2 separate regions of the Rattus norvegicus genome follow, and region 1 is linked to region 2. Evidence: chromatin contacts called from public Hi-C data. All regions are on one chromosome and are shown on one strand. Each heading gives the region's core, a stretch centred on a gene start, on an enhancer-like site or on the middle of the called end of the contact. The rest is flanking DNA. Distances are from core to core; before and after follow the strand shown. Region 1 holds the start of Nubp1 (NUBP iron-sulfur cluster assembly factor 1). Region 2 holds the start of Clec16a (C-type lectin domain containing 16A).

Region 1 (3,493 bases), core at 896-3,395, 150 kb after region 2:
GTCTCCATCCTCTGCCAGGCCGTGGGCGAGGTGGGCACTGAATGTGCTTTTCCCAACGCCGCCTTTCCCAGACAGCACCAAGATCCTGTGTCTCACCGTCTTCATCTTCTCTCTGATTTCCTCCACAGCTGCAAAGGAGTAGAGGAGACGATGACGTCCCTGCCTCAGTCCCGCCTGTCCCTCTTCCAAAGTGCTAGGAAGAGTCACACTCTCTAAGCTGTTTCTAAGGCTCTTTGTGAGATGGCACTTCAGGAATAGTAACAAATGCTAGGAAGAAAATATGGCCACTACCAGCCTGAAAACACTGTCTTAGTTATGCCCTGCCTTATCTACTAGAACATAGGCTCCCAGGAAAGTGGGATGTTCAAAGTCCCAGTTCCTGGACAGAAGTGTGCAGAGAGTAAAATTTTACAACCCAGCAGGAATCTGTTAACATCTGCAGAAATTTTTGGATGTCACAAGGAGGAACTGCTACTGGAACTGAGGACGATGGATGTTCAGTTTCTTAAGCACAGGACAGCCCCAGCAAAAAAGGGATGATCAGTGGCAAATGTCACCAGAGCTCTCAGCAAGTAACCATCCAGCAATTCACTGTGTTTCCAATGTCTCATCTTGTTTCAAATCCTTACAAATTACACTGGGGGTGACTTTCTTCATGATGAGGGCATTCAGAAGTCTTGCTCAAGGTCAATCTGCAAGTGACCCAACAACCAAACCCAGCCTCTCTCTGAATCCCTCCAAGAGCCTTCTCTCAGCTTCCTGTTTCCCAAGACCCTTCCAGGCAGGCTTTCAGTCCTCCTCACCCTGGAGCTGGCCCTTCATAGCTTCTCCCTGATGGGTTTAACATGTCTGTTGTCTGCTTTCTCTCACACTTTGGTCTCAGTCTCCCTTCTGTCTCTCCACTGAGATCATGAATATTCATGTCTGCTGAGAGACTCCTTAACAGAAGGATTCTTCTCTCTGCCACAGATGGGGCCTCTGTGACCTGAGATGGACATGTGACAGGACTTAGGCCTGAAAGACCTCAGTATTTATTCATTTTGCCCTCTGTGCTTGGCCTTGTGTATACTGAGGTCAGTGGTTTTCAGTTGAGCCCTGTACCTGCCCCACATCACTTTTTTTCTATTCTATCCTTCTTTAAGGTCCTATTTACTGATTTAAAAAAAAAAAAAAAGAAGAAGAAGAAGACAGGGTCTCGTCTAAGCCCAGACTGGCCTCTAATCACTATGTAATGAAGAATGACTTTGAACTCCTGATCTTCTTCTAAAAGTCTTAAGGGAGCTGGAATGATGGTTCAGCGGTTAAGAGCATTGATTGCTCTTCCAGAAGTCCTGAGTTCAATTCCCAGCAACCACACGGTGGGTCACAACCAGGTGGAATGGGCATCTGATGCCCTCTTTTGATTGGTCTGAAGACTGCGACAGTGTACCCATATACATGAAATAAATCTTTTTAAAAAAAAAAGTCTTAAGGGCTGAGATTACAAGCATGTGCCAACACATTCGACCCAATGTTCGTTCATTCACTCATTCTTTCATAAAGGGTCTCATCCTGTAGCCCAGCCTGGCTTCTACCTTGCAGCCATCCTGTAGCCCAGGCCAGCTTTTAACTTGCAGTCATCCTCCTGATTCTGCCCCTAGAATTTCTGGCGGGGGATAGCCTGTGCCACCAGCTTATTTTAATGTCCCTCTCGGTTCCCGGTCTATCACAGATAAGACTGAACCTTCCTTTCCAACACTGGTCTCCAGCTATTTGACTTTTAAAACCTCCCTCTCGCTCTCTAAGCTCCGCCTTCAACGCCAAACCCTCTCAACCAATGAAAATACTGCCCATTGCCCACTGCCCGCTGTCATTCATCCCCTCGAGTCCCGCCCCTTCCACTTCCTGACCAGCCCGCCGCTTCCTCACCCGGGTCCGGTGCGGCGCCGGCTCCGGATGCGCACAACTTCTGGTTGGGGCATCCCTGGCAAGAAGCTCCTCGGCCCGCCTGGGCGCTATCGGCCCCGGGGCAGCCTGCGCGGAGACAAGGGTACACGGTCAGAGCGGCTCGGTCCCAGCAGGACCACCCACGCCTCCTGCGCTAGCTCACCGTGGGGCGCCCCCTCCATGCTGCAGCTCTTGCCCGGGCTGCGCTCACCGGAATCTCAGGGGCGTGCTTCCGCCTTGCGGGTCCAATCTGACACTCTAGCCGCGTGAACTGTCTCGCCCGACCAGCACTACGCACGCGCAAACCCGTGTGTGTGCAGTGGGTGGGGCTCCTATGTCTGTTCCCGCTAAAAGTGAGAGAGACTCTTAAACATTTATGGCATCTGAACAGATGAAGTGGCTCCAACGATTAAAGGCGCTGTTGAGCCAGCTTGCGTTCAAATCCCAGAACTCATATGGATGGAAAGAGAGGATAGATTCTCCATGCACGTATGCACAGTAATACGGTTTTGGGTTTTGTTTTTAAAGTATAGCTTTTGTCGTCAAAGAACGTTATTCTCCATGACCTCGGTGACGATGCAATACTACTAGTAAAAGTACAATCCATGTCAGTATTTATTCAGTTTCAAATAATCTGCCTTTCCTTATATTCTGTAACAGGCTGGGATTGTGGCGCAGTTGGGAGAGTGCTTCATCTATCATGCACGAGAGCCTATATTTAGTTCCCAGCACTGAAACAAAACAAGACAACCAATAAAACACTTCTCCTGCTCTCTTCTCTCCTCTCTTCTGCCCAGGCTGATCCTGAATTAATGATTTTCTTGCCATACTTGGCGGAGAGGTGAAACTTTATAAATGGGCGTAACTCAGTGGTAGAGTACCTGTCTAACAAGTGAAAAGCCGTAAATTCGGTCCCCAGAAGTAAAAGGTCTCATTTGATCCTCCTGCCTCCATCTTTCAGCCGCTGGGATTGCAATGTGCACCACCACTCCCAGCTCCTGGACTTAAAAAACAAAACAACAAGCGCCCCAAACACTCTTAAGATCGCTATGCTTTTGAGAATAATACTTTGTTTTGTTGCTTTCCCCTCAGATTTGTTTGATGTAACCTCTTCAAACACACTCCTGTGTCCCCACTGGGAGCTTTTCCTAGCTTTCTCTCACTTCTCCAGGTCCCCACTGTCCTTGCTGCTACCATTTCTCTGAAAATCTGGCTGTGTCTGTGGAGCAGTGTTTTAGACACCATGAAGACATCCTGTCCATAGTCAGCCGTGGGAGCATGGCTGTATGCAACTTTGGCACAGGATGGTGGTGGTGATTGTTATTGTTTTCATTGAAAGATTCTAAAGATTTTTCACTTTTGAGATTATAATTACATAATTCTCCCTTCCTTTTCCTTCCCATATACCTCTCCTTGCTGTTTTTCAAATTCATGGACTCCTTTATTGTTATTGTAACAGGGCTCCAAACCTTAGTCGGCCCCGAGACCTTAGCACAACTGACTCCATGATGGAGTGCCATTCAGGCTGTAAAACTCAGCTTGCCCATAGCAGCACCACCTGCTAAAA
Region 2 (3,541 bases), core at 136-2,635:
TCCCTTCTGAAAACTGTTCTCCTCACCCCCTTGGCACCTCCATCTCCAGTTCTCTCCCTGGAGCCTCTCCTTTCTCTAAGGTCTCTGTCTTCTACTACTCTCTCTTTGCCTCCAATCCTCTGGAAATGCAACTGCAAAGAAACCAAGCAGCTTCTCCTGTCTTGGAAGTGTGAGTTTAACAAAAACTAAAAAGGACAGAAGCAGAGCCAGAGAAGACAGCAGGGGTGTAAGGAACGGAACTCAGAGACAGAAAGGGTTTGGAGCAGGCTGCGGAGGCTTCGATGCCTATGTTAGTGATGCTGCTGCACAGTGATACTGGATCAATCACTTGGCGCACTCAACATCACCCAATTCTTGTACGGTTCCTAGTTCCCAGCTGGTAATGGCAAACTGGAAGGACAGAGAGATAAAATATGACCAAAGCTACACAGTCATTAAGTGGCTGAGTCAGGATTTGAACACAGGTCTAACTCCAAAACTAGCCTCTTCTGTGTACTTTCCTGCGTTCCCAGGACTCTGTAAGCCTCCTGCCCTCTCTCAAAGTGCTACTGCTGACTATCCCTTTAGATTTCCTTCTGAAAATACTTGTGTTCTTTTAATCACTGTTCTTTTTAGAGTACTTGTACATGTTCTGTGCGTTTTGTTCATTCTCTTATCCAACCAATCCTAAAAATAACTACAAAAAGTAGTACTGTCACTCTGTTCATTTTACAGTGAAGGAAACGAAAGCCTAAATGTTAACTAAATTCGAATCCAGATCTGGCCGATACCCGGGCCTCTGGCCTCTAAACTATGCAGCCCAAGAAGTGCCACCCCAAGAAGCCCAGTGGCCACTGTCCGTCCCCTATCAAGATAACTCCAGTCCACAAACCGAAAACTCAAAGATGCCCTTCCTTTTCAGGTTAGGTTTCTAAAGACTGAAAAATCACGCGACGTGTCCAAGGTCACAGGGCCAGAAACGACAGGGTCAGGGTTCGAAGCCAGGTGCCCTGACTCCAAAGCCTTGCGGATAACCAACATACTACCCTCCCGCGGCGCCCCAGTCCTCCTCACACCTCCGCGCCCCGCAAGTCAAGCCCGCGTCTGGGCGTCCGCGCCAGGTCCCGCGGCCTCCCCGCCGCGCGCCCCGCACACTCACTTCAGGTGGTCCAAGGAGTGGATGTTGCGGGAGGACTTGCCGTGGCCCCCGCCCACCCAGCTCCGTGAGCGGCCAAACATGTCCGCAGACCAGCCCCGTCGCCTGCCTCACGGTTTCATGTCCGATCCGCTCAGCGGCCCGGTGCTCGTGGCGACATCTCAAGCCCAGCCGGCAGCGGCGGGGGCGGTGGAGAGACCGCCAAGCACCTTGATCCCCAGCCCACAGCCCCGCACTGACATTCAGCCGGAACCGGCCGTTCGGCCGCCGCGCTTTACGGCCGCCGCCGCGAGGAACACTGGGAAATGAAGTTCTTGAGCGAGGCTCTTGACGACAGGACTCTGCGAATGGACTACAAGGACCGGCATGTTTCGCGCGACCGTCGAGAGGAGGCGGGACAAGAAGAAGGGAGAAGGCGGGTCACTGTCAGGGTGGGCGGGGACGGTTTGCTGAAATTGGAGTATGACTTTCTGACCTTATTGATGTTAGTTTTGTGATTAGAAAAGAAAAAGAGTGTCTTGAAACCCCAGCTAAAATTGGAGACCATCCTTGGCAATTTGGCGAGGTTTAGTTCTCTTAAAAAATATTACGTGTGTGTGTGTGTGTGTGTGTGTGTGTGTGTGTGTGTGTGTGTGTGTGCGCGCGCGCGCGCGCGCGCGCGCACTTGTAGAGTCAGTATAACTTTGGAAAGAAGGCTCTCACCTTCTACCATTTGGGTTCTGAAAATCGAAGTCAGATCCTCAGTCTTGGCAGTATCTTTGCTTAACAGCTGAGCCATTTTGATGGGCCTAACTCTTTAAAAATTTCAAAGGGCTGGGAATGTGTTTATGTGTGACGGATTCAACCTTCAATATCTCAATAATAAGAATTAAAAATAAAAAAAAGCATTGAGTGGTACATATCATTTGTCACTATCCTAAGTGATTTATTATTTAATTCTTACAACCCTATGAAGTAGATGCTGCTATTAACCTTATTTTACAATCCAGGAGACTGAGTCACAGAGAAGTCAGGCACTTAACACGTGACAGAGGCAGGATTCAAGCCTAGGTACCCTTATTTGCTTTTGTCGACAAGACCAACCAGTAACATCCCTGTTTATCCTTAAAACCTTTTTCTTTTGCACTTTAGTCTTAAAACATTTTGTAAGGATGCAAGCATTAATGTAAACGCCAATGTGAAACTAACCACAATGGACTTTCAGAGGTTTCCTCCGGTTGCCATCCAAAATCCATGCCCCTTCCTGACTAATTCAGTAAGAAAGAAAGAGAACTCCAAGCTCTCCATGTGAGGATTTCTTTCCTGGATCGGAACTGGGGACCTCTGTGGAAAGCAAGACTCTGTGCCTAACACCCACTCATTTATTCATTTCTACATTCACAGCTATTTAATCCTTGTGGCAGTCCTAAGAACAGAATTGAGTCGGGGACCAATGTTCTCTCCAGGGCCCAGGACAAGATTTTCACATAGCAGGTTCTTAAATGAATATTGATAGAGTGAATAAATTTTGGCTTGCATTGCTTCCAAGAATTAGAGAAATGGAGGCCAGCATCAGGCTAATGGTTTCTCATGTAAAAATTATGAAAGGACAGAAACAGCTCTGACCACCAAAGAAAATGCCCCAGCCTCAGCAGCTTCAAGAATCTGTTTCTCTGGGATTTGGTTTCCACATCTGTGAAAAAAGAACATGCGGCATTGCCTTGTCCAGTTCCTATAAAGCTAAGTGTGACCATAGATTAAAGGCCTTTTAAGAGTTGAGGATAGGCCTTAATCCCAGCATTCAGGAGACAGAGGCAGTGGAACTCTATGAGTTCTGGAACAACCTGGTCTATAGCCAATTTCAGGGTAGCCAGAGGCTTCATAGTGAGACCCTGGTTTTGCAGGACTGGGTTTTTTGTTATTTTTTTTTTTTTAAAGCTGAGAATGTAGCACAGAAATAGAGCTATGTCTTGCCTACATCTTGCACACCCAAGACCTTGTTTTTGATCCTAGCTGTTTAAACCCCGATGAAAGGCACCTTTAGCAAGCTCATCCTTCTAACGAAGCAAGGAGATGGTCTGTGAACAGAGAAACCTGAGCAGATATATACTTAGCATTATTGGTATTTTTTTTCACATGGACTGAAAAGTAAAAGGAAACAATAAGCAACCTTATTGGCAGATTAGACCTGCTTGTGGTGCTCTCCATCCAGGTGTCATGGAACCCTACCTATAATGCTGCTGTCAAAGACATTCAATGATTGATTGTTCTTATCATACCGTGAAAAAGAAAAAAAAAGCGCTTTGGGACTAGGATTTTCAGTGGAATTTCCGGCTTTCCACCTGGCATCATTTAAAAGTTGGGAAATTAAGTTCCAAAAAGGAACCATACCTAAGTTCTAGATGCAAAGTCTAGGGAGTTTAAACT

The links. A called contact is a pair of places that touch in the nucleus more often than the background predicts.
Region 1: a contact with region 2 is called in a Hi-C map of liver, with 5 times the contacts expected there. The contact joins the promoter of Nubp1 here to the promoter of Clec16a in region 2. A contact is called at or near these places in 2 of 12 Hi-C or Micro-C datasets (both in liver).

Annotation. Positions count from the first base shown.
Region 1 is chr10:5,775,503-5,778,995 of GRCr8, forward strand. Nubp1 (NUBP iron-sulfur cluster assembly factor 1) reads right to left here and starts at 2,146. Exons shown (of 11, transcript NM_001009619.2): 1 at 2,090-2,146; 2 at 1,909-2,013; 3 at 1-128. The coding sequence starts at 2,108. LOC102553451 (a long non-coding RNA gene) reads left to right here and starts at 2,277. Exons shown (of 5, transcript XR_010055289.1): 1 at 2,277-2,415; 2 at 3,386-3,493.
Region 2 is chr10:5,629,234-5,632,774 of GRCr8, forward strand. It overlaps Clec16a (C-type lectin domain containing 16A), which reads right to left and starts at 1,386. Exons shown (of 23, transcript NM_001398551.1): 1 at 1,139-1,386. The coding sequence starts at 1,218. It also overlaps a transcript of Dexi not described here.